2 separate regions of the Sus scrofa genome follow, and region 2 is linked to region 1. The links are chromatin contacts, called in public Hi-C maps. All regions are on one chromosome and are shown on one strand. Each heading gives the region's core, a stretch centred on a gene start, on an enhancer-like site or on the middle of the called end of the contact. The rest is flanking DNA. Distances are from core to core; before and after follow the strand shown. Region 1 overlaps LOC100155975 (a long non-coding RNA gene). Region 2 has its middle 10 kb from the start of SLA-DOB.

Region 1 (5,234 bases), core at 1,229-3,728:
AAAAGAAGTGTGTTTTAGTTTACAGATATCTGATTATGTGTTTATACATTGATTTCAAATTTAACTTCATTTTGGTCAGTGCCCAAACTTTGTATGATTCTAATTCTTACAAATTCATTGATCCTTAGATTACTGCTCCTCTAAAACAATCATTTGACATAATTCCGAGTCCATTCATATTAAAATCATTCAATAAAACAGGAATATATGGATATTTTCTTTGTGTGTATGTTCCATTGGCGTAAAGAGAAGGCATGAAGGGCTCCTACTTTATTAAATATATCACGACTGTTTATTTTGAACTACATGCATGTATCCTTCTGATAATTTTTTTTTCTTTTTAAGGCTGCACCTGCAGCATACGGAAGTCCCAGGGCCAGGGGTCAAATCAGAGCTGCAACTGGGGCCTATGCCACAGACACACCAACACCAGATCCAAGCCAAATCTGCAGGCTATGCCAGATCCTTAACCCACTGAGCAAGGTCAGGGATCGAACCCACATTCTCACAGAGACAACGTCTGGTCTTTAAACCTGCTGAGCTACAATGGGAACTCCTCCTTCTGATACTTTTTTTACTACTCAATGAATTTATTATATTTATAGTTGTACAATGACAATCACAATCCAGTTTTATAGGATTTCCATCCCACACCCCCAGTGATACTTTTCAAACGTATATTATAAAGTAAAATATCACTCTTACTGAAGTATCAAGAATGCATTGGACAACAGCAGAGAATAATGGAAACTCAATGTGAAAAAGGATAGTGGCTTGCACATGAGTGATGGCAGTGATGATTTTCTTTTAAAGCACACGATTTTATAGGAGCAATCTCTTACCTGCTACAACATGTAAAAAGACTGAACTCCATCTTCAGGCAAAAGCTGGCTTTACCTTCTGCTCCATTTTATGCTTCTTTGCTTCCCAAACATCCAAAACCACATCTCTGATTTCGACATATTCTGGAAATGTGAAAGGACTAGTCAGGGCAATGAGAGCTGGCCGAGCTGGTTTCCCATCCTCTAGGAAGAAATGCCACACTCCACATCTGAAAGGGAGAAGGGAAAGTTCAGGTTGCCTTGAATTTCTAAAGTGCAATGTCTCCATCTGCTGGTATACATGGCCCAATTAATACACTTGTGGTTGCCAATGTCCTAGGACGGAAAGAGGGACCTTGAACTTCCAGTGAATCAGTGTACTTTAGCAGTTTTATATCAAAAGAAAAACCAAATACAATTCTAAAATGTTTAATGTAATTTAGGTCTCCAAGGATGTGGCAGTGAGAAAATTGAATCATGCCACATAGGGCAAGGTTTTTTTCATTTATTTTTTAATTAGAGTATAGCTGATTTATAGTGTTCCGTCAATTTCTGCTGTATGTACAGCATAGTGACCCAGTCATACATATATATATATATACACATTCTTTTTCTCCTATTATCTTCCACTACGGTCTATCCCAAGAGACTAGATGCAGTTCTCTGTGCTATATACAGGACGGTCTCATTGCTTATCCAAGGGCAAGTTTTAAAATAACACCCTCGTACAACCCCTTTCCCCATTATCCACTCCTCCTGGCTTCTGCTCAGATTTGTCTCTTTCCTCCCTTTCATCTCCTCACCCAAAACCTCTCTTACACTGCCTTTCCTGCAGCACCCAATATTTACCGGTGTTTTCTGGCTCATGATATTTTAGGTAAATCCGTTTCCTGTCTGTTTCCTGTCATATATATATATACGTATATATCCTTTTATATACCAAGTAGTTAGAGAATTCAGTCATGCAAAGAGCCTTCTCAAGAGATGAAACGTGCGGCTCGCCAATCCTCTCAGTCATCCCGGCAGGGCCAACTCAGAGAAGTGATTGTCGCTAAAAGGACAGATGTGTCCTTTTAGATGTGGCTTCAGTCTGATGGAACGCATCACGAAAAATCCACAGAAGATATCCAAAGGTTTTAAGAAACTTCTCACAGAACTTGATGGAACATTGTAAATCAACTATAATAAAAAAATTTTAATAAAAATGCTTTAAAATTTTTAAAAAAGCAATGCGATTCTGCTGTATAGCACTGGGAACTATATTTGACCGCTTGCGATGGAACATGATGGAGGGTAATGTGAAAAAAAAAATGTATATGGATGTAGAGTTGGGTCACTTTGCTGTGCAGCAGAAATTGACAGAACATTGTAAATCAACTTTAATAATTTTTTTAAATAATAAAACAAACAAAAAAAAAGACATACTGCTGCCTGGATTTAAAGGAGGAAGCACAACGTGAAAGGAGGCTATCAGACTCCCCAGATTCCACTGGCAGGAAGCAGGCTGATGAAACTACTCACTGTAAGCAAGGGCTACCTCCTATGACCTCAAAAAAAAAAAAAAAAAAAAGTTGACCAATAGGGCAGGGCCAAGAATCCAGAGAGAGAGCCAAGGTACCCTAAAGACTAGTCAGAGAAATAACAGCTGGCCAGTTGCCACCTTTTAGGAACAAACATTGGCCTTTCCCACTTCAGACCTGGATTGTCCCTAGTCTCTGAAATTTAACCAAGGACTCTGGCTGGAGTTTTCTCAACTGGAATTCAGAATTGCCATGGACCAGCAACTCCTTTTTGGACAGAAATATTTATAGCAGTTACCCAACGCCTGCCTGACAACTTTAAGTTGGCTGTACTGGAGACAGATCTCCTGCCTCTTAGTTTCACAGCTCCACAAAGTTGTACCACCAGTAGCCTCCTCCTCACCGGCACCTGATTCAGATGATGAGATTCCGGACTTTCATCCGATGCTATACTGGAATGAGACTTTAAGGAAACTTGGAATGGGACGATGATTTGTTCACGTGGAAGGGACAAGGCTCATCAAAGGCCGGAGAGCAGACACATTCTAAAGTGACATCCAATGAATCAAGTCCTCGGATAATCTCTTCCTTTGAAAGTTAATGGGACCTGTGACTTGCTTCTAACCAGGATAATATGGCAAAGGTGACAGGATGTCTGTGAATAGGATATTATAGGTCAAAGGTGACGGGAGGTCTGTGAATAAGATATTATAGGTCAGAGGCGATGGGCTGTCACTCCTGATTACGTTTCTTACAAAAAACTTCATTTTAGCGTGCTGGAGAGACTCTCCTTGGCTGGCTCTAAGCCTGGGAGATTGCTATGGGGCAGGAAACTGCAGGTGACCTCTAGGAACTGAGCAGGAAATCAGGGACCTCAGAGCTCCCATCTGGAGCAGGTGAATTCTGCCAACAACCTGCATGAATTTGGACAGTAGAGCCCCCAGTAAGGAACACAACAGTCTGAACAATGCCTCAGCTGCAGCCTGAGACCCTGAAGAAGAGACTAGTTTGGGGCGGGGGGCGGGGGTTACGGCCGTACCTGGAGCATATGGAAATTCCCCAGGCAGGGATTAAATCTGAGCCCCAGCTGCAGCAACACCGGATTCTTTAACCCACTGCCATGGGCCAGGGATCAAACCCTAACCTTTGCGGCAACGCGAGCCACTGGAGTCAGATTCTTAACCCTCTGTGCCATAGCAAGAACTCCGAGGACCCAGTTTTTAGGTTATAACTGGACCTCTGACCCACAAAAACTATGAAAAAAACAAATGTGTATTGTTTTAACCTGCTGTGGCGGTCATCTGTTTTGTAGTAGGAAACCATTATAAGCACTGATACCTGTTTACCTAGTTTATTAGATTGTCATTCTCTTGATTCTCTTTATGCCTTTTTGCAATGCCTTCTTTTATCTTTTTATTTAAATATATTACCCAGGTGTAATCTAGTCTTCACTCCTAGCCCAGGAACTTCCCCAGGCATCAGGCATGACTCCCCCCCCAAAAAAGAATCCCCCTTAAACACCAAGATCAAAGTGTAGGGAACACTAGTTCCCAAAGTTGGAAGTAAGGGACAAGACGATTAGACCTCCTTAGTGTCTGGAAGATACAAAGACAGATCTCTGCATGTTTCCTCCCACGACCCCAATTTCTATGGTTCCCTCAGATCAGGGAAGGACGGACAAACTAGTGTTCTGACCAGGATGAGCATGGAGGTAGCTCAGGACCCGTCTTGAGTCAGATGGACCCCGAAAGTACAAGAAGCTGATTCTCACTCCACTCCACAGAAACGGGGCTCAGCAGGCTGGGATGATCAACAAGGCAGGTGTAGACGTCCCCAAGCTCAGGAGTCATTTCCAGCATCACCACTGTCTGAAAGGTCCAGTCTCCATTCCTGACGAGGCCAGTGGCCAGGACCCCCTCTCTCTGCTCCTGCCCGTTCCGGAACCACCTGATCTCGATGGCCCCTGGGTAGAACCCTGTCACAGAGCAAAGCAGCAGGTTGCGGAGCTGCAGGGACGGGGTCCTCTCTGGATGCACTGTCACCTCCAGTTGCACTAGGAGGGGAGAGAAAAATGAGACACCGTGAAGGAAACCTCGAAGCCAGCACAGGGCTTTCTTTAGGGACGGTCTCTGCCCCTAATCTCTTTCCCAGATGACCCGAGCAGAAACTGGAAATTTGGGGAAGACTCAGACACTGGATGTGGGAGCGCCCCCCCCCCACCATAAGGAGGCTTTAGGCTTTTTCAGACATCCCACAATTGTCCCCTAGTATTTGAGAACACACTGGTCCATAAGTCCCTGAGAACTGGGGGTCTGGGACCAAGACCACAGGGACCTGACCCATGAAGAGAGTGCGTGGTCAACTGGGGACAGAACATACACACAGATGCCCCCCTGCTCCTAACTCATTATCCTGGAGCCGGAAACTGCCGGACTATGTTTTTGGCCCCCACCCACCACTTTTCTGACAACTACCTCTTTGTCCTCTGTATCTTGGGTCAGTTTCTGTTTTGTTCTGTTCATTTGTTTCTTAAATTCCACCAACAAGTGAAATCATAGAGTATTCGTCTTCCTCTGACTTATTTCACTTAGCATAATACCCACTGAGTCCATCCATGTTGTAGTAAATGGAAGAATTTCATTCTTTTTCATGGCTGAGTAACATTCCACTGTGGTATCTTCTTTATCTGTTCTACTGACAGATACTTAGGTTGCGTCCATATCTTTGCTACTGTAAATAATGCTGTGATAAATACAGGGTTGAGTCTATCTTTATCGGTAATGTTTCTGTGTTCATTGGAAAAATATCAGACGTCAAATTGCTGGATCATAGATCAAAAGTTCTACTTTCAACCCCTCACCTCCTCACGCACTCCCTGCCCCACGCCGCCCCA
Region 2 (5,234 bases), core at 2,286-4,785, 42 kb after region 1:
ACGGGCGGCAGCTGGCAGAGGCGACTTGTTCAGGGGCTTGAGCGAAGGGAGGCTGGGAACCACGGACAAGAACAGCAGGAAAAGAGGTGACAAATCCCAGGGAGAAGAATGTTGGGGTCAGGGCAGCAGCCCCGGAGGAGAGAGAAGGCAGTCTCAAGTCAGACCAGTCCCTGGAGAAGACTCAGCCCTGCCCTCCTGGGGGCCCGTCTGCAGCCTCAGGACCCTGAGGCTAATCCTGAGGCTAAAACATCCTCTCCTCATTCCCTGGCCTGGAGCCGAGTCCAGATGGTACTCTGCTCAGGTGAACACACACCTGCAGCCAGAAGGGGCACGTGGAAGGAAGACGAGCGAAAGGAGATGCTCGCCCACCTGCAAGTTGAGGAGCACTTCCTATAATTCTGGAATCAAGGGCATCATTCAAACCCCACAGAATGGCTGAGATCCAGGGTTGGGTCTTATTCTGTGAAACAATCTCTGAAGTTTCCTGCAGTCACTACACGGAATGTTCCAGACGTTTCCCCTGCCTCAACTAATGTAGCGTGAAGCCAGGACAGAATCACAGAAGCGTGTCAGCGTGTCCAGACCAACCCACTCAACCCCTTTCCTAGCTTATGTGTGTCCCAGCTGAGGGCAAGAAGATAGGAATATTACCAATGGATGGAGTTTCAGGATATTCCAGCATCGGCAAGGATGAAAAGAGAAAGGGGAAGAAAAACTGGTTAACCTGGGCAGTGGGAAAACAGCCTCTCTCTCTTTCCCTCAGCCTCCAAAAGGAAATGAGGGGGAGTTCCCGTTGTGGCTCAGTGGTTAATGAACCCAACTAGTATCCATGAGGACATAGGTTCGATCCCTGGCCTCACTCAGTGAGTTAAGGATCCGGCGTTGCCATGAGCTGTGGTGTGGGTCGCAGACATGCCTCAGATCCCACGTTGCTGTGGCTGTGGTGTAGATCAGCAGTTACAGCTCCAATTGGACCCCCAGCCTGGGAACCTCTATATATCTCAGGTGTGTCCCTTTAAAAAAAAAAAAAAAAGGAAATGAGGGAGCAACCCCAGACCGTCGTTTCCTCCACTCCCACCCACGAACACTAAGGAGTCAGGTGTCACAAAATAAGATCACCTGAAAGTCACTTGAGACAGTCACCAAAGTAAAATGAACAGGGGGTTTTCTTGTATGAAAACCGCAACGGAGTGAAGCAGCCCAGCCTTCCCCTTTCCTCCCTCTAGGGTGCCTGACCTTTCTTATTCCAAAAGCAGACGGTGAGGCCCACGCCCAGAAAGATCAGCCCCAGCACAGGGCCCCCAATTCCACTCGGCGTCTTGCTCCGGGCAGATTCAGACTGTGCCCCTGGGAAGTAACAGCCTGCGTGTCAGCGTCTGTCCCCAACACCCCACAGTGTCCTCATCGGGAACAGGGAGTGCAGTTCCGCACGTATGAGGCAGAGGTGTTCAGAAACCAAATAGAGGAGGGGGACGGCCTGCGGAGACCCCACGGGGGCACCGCAGATGGGGGGAGGGGAGGCTAGCTCCTCCGGAGGTGTGTCTGCCTGTAACCCCCTCGGACCCTCTCCTAGCACCAGCCTTGATGTCAAAGCCCAGAACAGCAGCACCTCAGAAGGTGCGGGGCAGCCTGGGAGCGGGGTTCGGCAGAGGGACCACCACCATTATCCTGGGAGAAAAGGACATCGGTGCTCAGCCTGTGCCTTTCAGCTTGAGATAGTGGGATCCAGTCCATAACTCCCAGTCCAGAAACCATGTCAAGGAATATGCCCAAGGGAAGGAAAGAAGAGAGCCGCCACCCCCACCAGACCCAGGGCCCTCCCTGCACTTTTTGTTTTTTATTTTTGTTTTGGGGGGCTGCAGCTGCAGCACATGGACGTTCCCAGGTGGAATCAGAGCTGCAGCTTCCAGTCTACACCACAGCCACAGCAACACCGGATCCAAGCCGCTTCTGCAACCTATACCACAGCTTGTGGCAACACCAGATCCTTAACCCACTGAGCGAGGCCAAGGATCGAACCTGCGTCCTCATGAATAGTAGTTGGGTGTGTAATCCACTGAGCCACCACAGGAACTCCAGCACTTTTCCTTTTTTTTTTTTTTTTTTTTTTTTTGCCATTTCTTGGGCCGCTCCCGAGGCATATGGAGGTTCCCAGGCTAGGGGTCGAATCAGAGCTGTAGCCACTGGCCTACGCCAGAGCCACAGCAACGCGGGATCCGAGCTGAGTCTGCAACCTACACCACAGCTCACGGCAAAGCCGGATCGTTAACCCACCAAGCAAGGGCAGGGACCGAACCCGCAACCTCATGGTTCCTAGTCAGATTCCTTAACCACTGCGCCACGATGGGAACTCCACTTTTCCTTTTCTACGGAGTCCCTGGCGTCCATGAAGGAGCCCTTATGCCATTCTCCCGTGATGGGGCCCTGGAGGCTGGGGTGCTCCCCGTGGCAGATATAGATCTCTCCAGGCTGTGGTGTTATTTCTAGCATCATGTGAGTCTGGGAGGTCCAGTCCCCGTTCTGAATAAGTGCTGTGAACACAGCTCGAACCGTCTCCTGTGTATTCTGGAACCATCTGACTCTAACTTGGCGAGGAGAGAAATTTGTCACCAAACAGACCAGCAGAGTTTGATTTAGAGCCTCTGTCCTGGCTGGGGAGACAGTCATTGTAGGCTGCACTAGGCGGAAAAAGAGACACAATTAGAGAGTGAGGCGGCAACAAAATTCTTACCACGGGCTGAAGTCCCTCCTTTGAAAATAAAGTGGGGAAGATAACAGGTATTAAACAGCTGTCTGTTAGAATCCCAGCTCTGGGTTTAATTAGCTAATTTGTTAGCCTACTTTTCAGGAAAAGAATGCCTTTATTTAGTATTCACTGATTTCTTGAACACAGTGATTTTTTTTTTTTTTGTCTTTTGCCTATTTAGGGCAACAGTGTAGGAGGGTTCCCTTTTTTCTCCACATGGTCGCTAACACTTGCTGTCTGCTGCCCACCCACTCACCCCTCCTTTTTTTTTTTTTTTTTTTTTTTTTTTGGCCGAGACCCTGGCATGCAGAAGTTTCCAGGTCAAGGATCCTTCTGGCGCCACAGCAGTGACAACATGGATCCTTAACCCACTGAGCCACCAGGGAACTCTCTTGTCAACTCTTAATTAACCAGATTTGGTTTTGCATCCATAGTTAATTTTATAGAATATTAAAGTTCAATTTCTTTCACCCAGGTCCCTATGTCTACAGCTAATAAAGGCGGCGACAGCGACCATTAAGAACAGCAGCCTAAGGAGGAAGGGGTTTGAGGAGAGGAGACAGACATTGAGGAGACGGAAGCAGGGGGCTTCCGCGGCTGGGCTGGAACCTCACCACCTCTTCTCCCTTCGCTGAGTTTCCATATCCCCCACCCCACCATTGCTCCTTTCAGAGCCTTGCAGACCGAGATAATATGACAAAGAAAGAATATCGGAAAGCTACGTGAGGAAAGCCGCTTAGAAAACGTCAGTTTTCCACGGGATTCTCTCCACGAAGGGAGAAATCAACTTAAACTCCGGTCTCGAGCTCCATCTGGCGGTGGAAGTGCCACATCACATCCTCGGAGCAAGACTCATCTTTGCATAAAAGTAGGCTGAAGTTTCAGATTGTTAAATTTCCGAACTTTATCCAGCTGGAATTGTATTTAATGGTTAACCTAGCATTGTAACGATGTCCCCCACTTTGACACGATCTCGTGTCCTTTCAGCTCATCCCTCCTTTGTTGCTATAGAGGAGATCTTCCTGCCCCCAAATCTCCACCCACAGAAGACCTGTGACTGCCTCTCCCTCCTCACCCTCCCCTCCCAAGCACTCTGAAGCCCAAACCTGAGAGGTCACCATTTAAATCCTTGAGTTTAGTTCATCGATTAAGGAACCTAACTGGCACCCATGAGGATGCGGGTTCTATCCCTGGCCTGGCTAAGTGGGTTAAGAATCCAGCATTGCTGAGCCATGGTGTAGGTTGCAGATACAGCTCAGACTTGGCATTGCTGTGGCTATGGCGCAGGCCAGGGGCTCCAATTCGACCCCTAGCCTGGGCACTTCCATATGCCCGGGGTGCAGCCCTAAAAGGCTAAATAAATAAATAAATAAATCCCGGAGTATATTATATACAACAAATAAAAAGTAAAACCTAATTGCTCATCTTTGGATAATGGGAAAACACATTAATTTTGAAACTAGAGAATACAGGGCAACAATTCAATGCTAATCATTTCCTTCCAGTACCACTGGGCAACCCACTAGTCAATGAAAGGAAGTATCTCTTTTTTATTTTTTTTATATTTATTTATGTATTTATTCATTTTTTGCTTTCTAGGGCCACTCCCATGGCTTATGGAAGTTCCCAGGCTAGGAGTCACTTTGGAGCTACAACCTCTGGCCTACACCACAGCCACAGCACCTAGGGATCTGAGCTGTGTCTTCGACCTACCCCACAGCTCATGGCAACCCTAGATCCTTAACCCACTGAGCAAGGCCAGGGATCAAACCCACATCCGCATGGATCCTAGGCGGGTTCATTTACCACTGAGCCATGAAGCGAACTCTGGGAAGTATCTCTTTATAGAAGCAATGAAGCATGGATTGAAGAAGGAATGATAGAACTCCTCTCTATCCAGATGCCAATTTGCAGGACATGCAGAGGACAAAGGGACATGTTACATTGCACCAGCACGGTGCAACCACTATGGAGAACATTATGGAAGTTCATTAAAAAACTAAATAGAGAACCACCAAATGATGCAGAAATCCCATTCCTGGGCATATACCCAGAGAAAACCATAATTTGAAAAGATGCGTGCACCCCAATGTTCCTGCAGCACTGATTACAATAGCCAAGACATGGAAGCAACCTAATGTCCATCAACAGAGGACTGATTAGACCCCTCGCCTGGGAATTTCCATATGCCATGGGTATGGCCCCCAAAATCAAAAAATAAAAATAAATAAGCCATTTGCACCAACATTTATCATACTAAATGAAGTCAGAGAAAGAAAAATATTATAGGAGATCACTAACATGTGGAATCTAATAAAAAATGATACAAAGGAACTAATTCACAAAACAGAAACAGACTCAAAGTTCGTTTGTTTTGGGGGGTTTTTTTGTCTTTTCTAGGGCTGCACCCACAGCATATGGAGGTTCGCAGGCTAGGGGTCTAATTGGAGCTGTAGCCGCCGGCCTACACCACAGCCACAGCAACACA

The links. A called contact is a pair of places that touch in the nucleus more often than the background predicts.
Region 2: a contact with region 1 is called in a Hi-C map of adipose tissue, with 2.5 times the contacts expected there. The contact joins two enhancer-like sites. A contact is called at or near these places in 14 of 47 Hi-C or Micro-C datasets (adipose tissue, blood, brain and 7 more) and 2 of 2 datasets of contacts at active chromatin or transcription factors (alveolar macrophages and skeletal muscle).

Annotation. Positions count from the first base shown.
Region 1 is chr7:24,983,958-24,989,191 of Sscrofa11.1, forward strand. LOC100155975 (a long non-coding RNA gene) reads right to left here. Exons shown (of 5, transcript XR_002345629.1): 3 at 4,816-5,234; 4 at 2,247-4,394; 5 at 1-1,051. Among named protein-coding and RNA genes, the nearest start is that of SLA-DQB1, 9.3 kb to the left of the region's middle. Within about 2 kb of position 2,479, at least 5 of the 83 cell types and tissues checked have an H3K27ac peak or open chromatin away from gene starts, as enhancers often do. A contact at or near this core is called in adipose tissue and retroperitoneal adipose tissue, where this site is marked.
Region 2 is chr7:25,024,791-25,030,024 of Sscrofa11.1, forward strand. It overlaps the pseudogene SLA-DYB. Among named protein-coding and RNA genes, the nearest start is that of SLA-DOB, 10 kb to the right of the region's middle. Within about 2 kb of position 3,536, at least 7 of the 83 cell types and tissues checked have an H3K27ac peak or open chromatin away from gene starts, as enhancers often do. A contact at or near this core is called in adipose tissue and retroperitoneal adipose tissue, where this site is marked.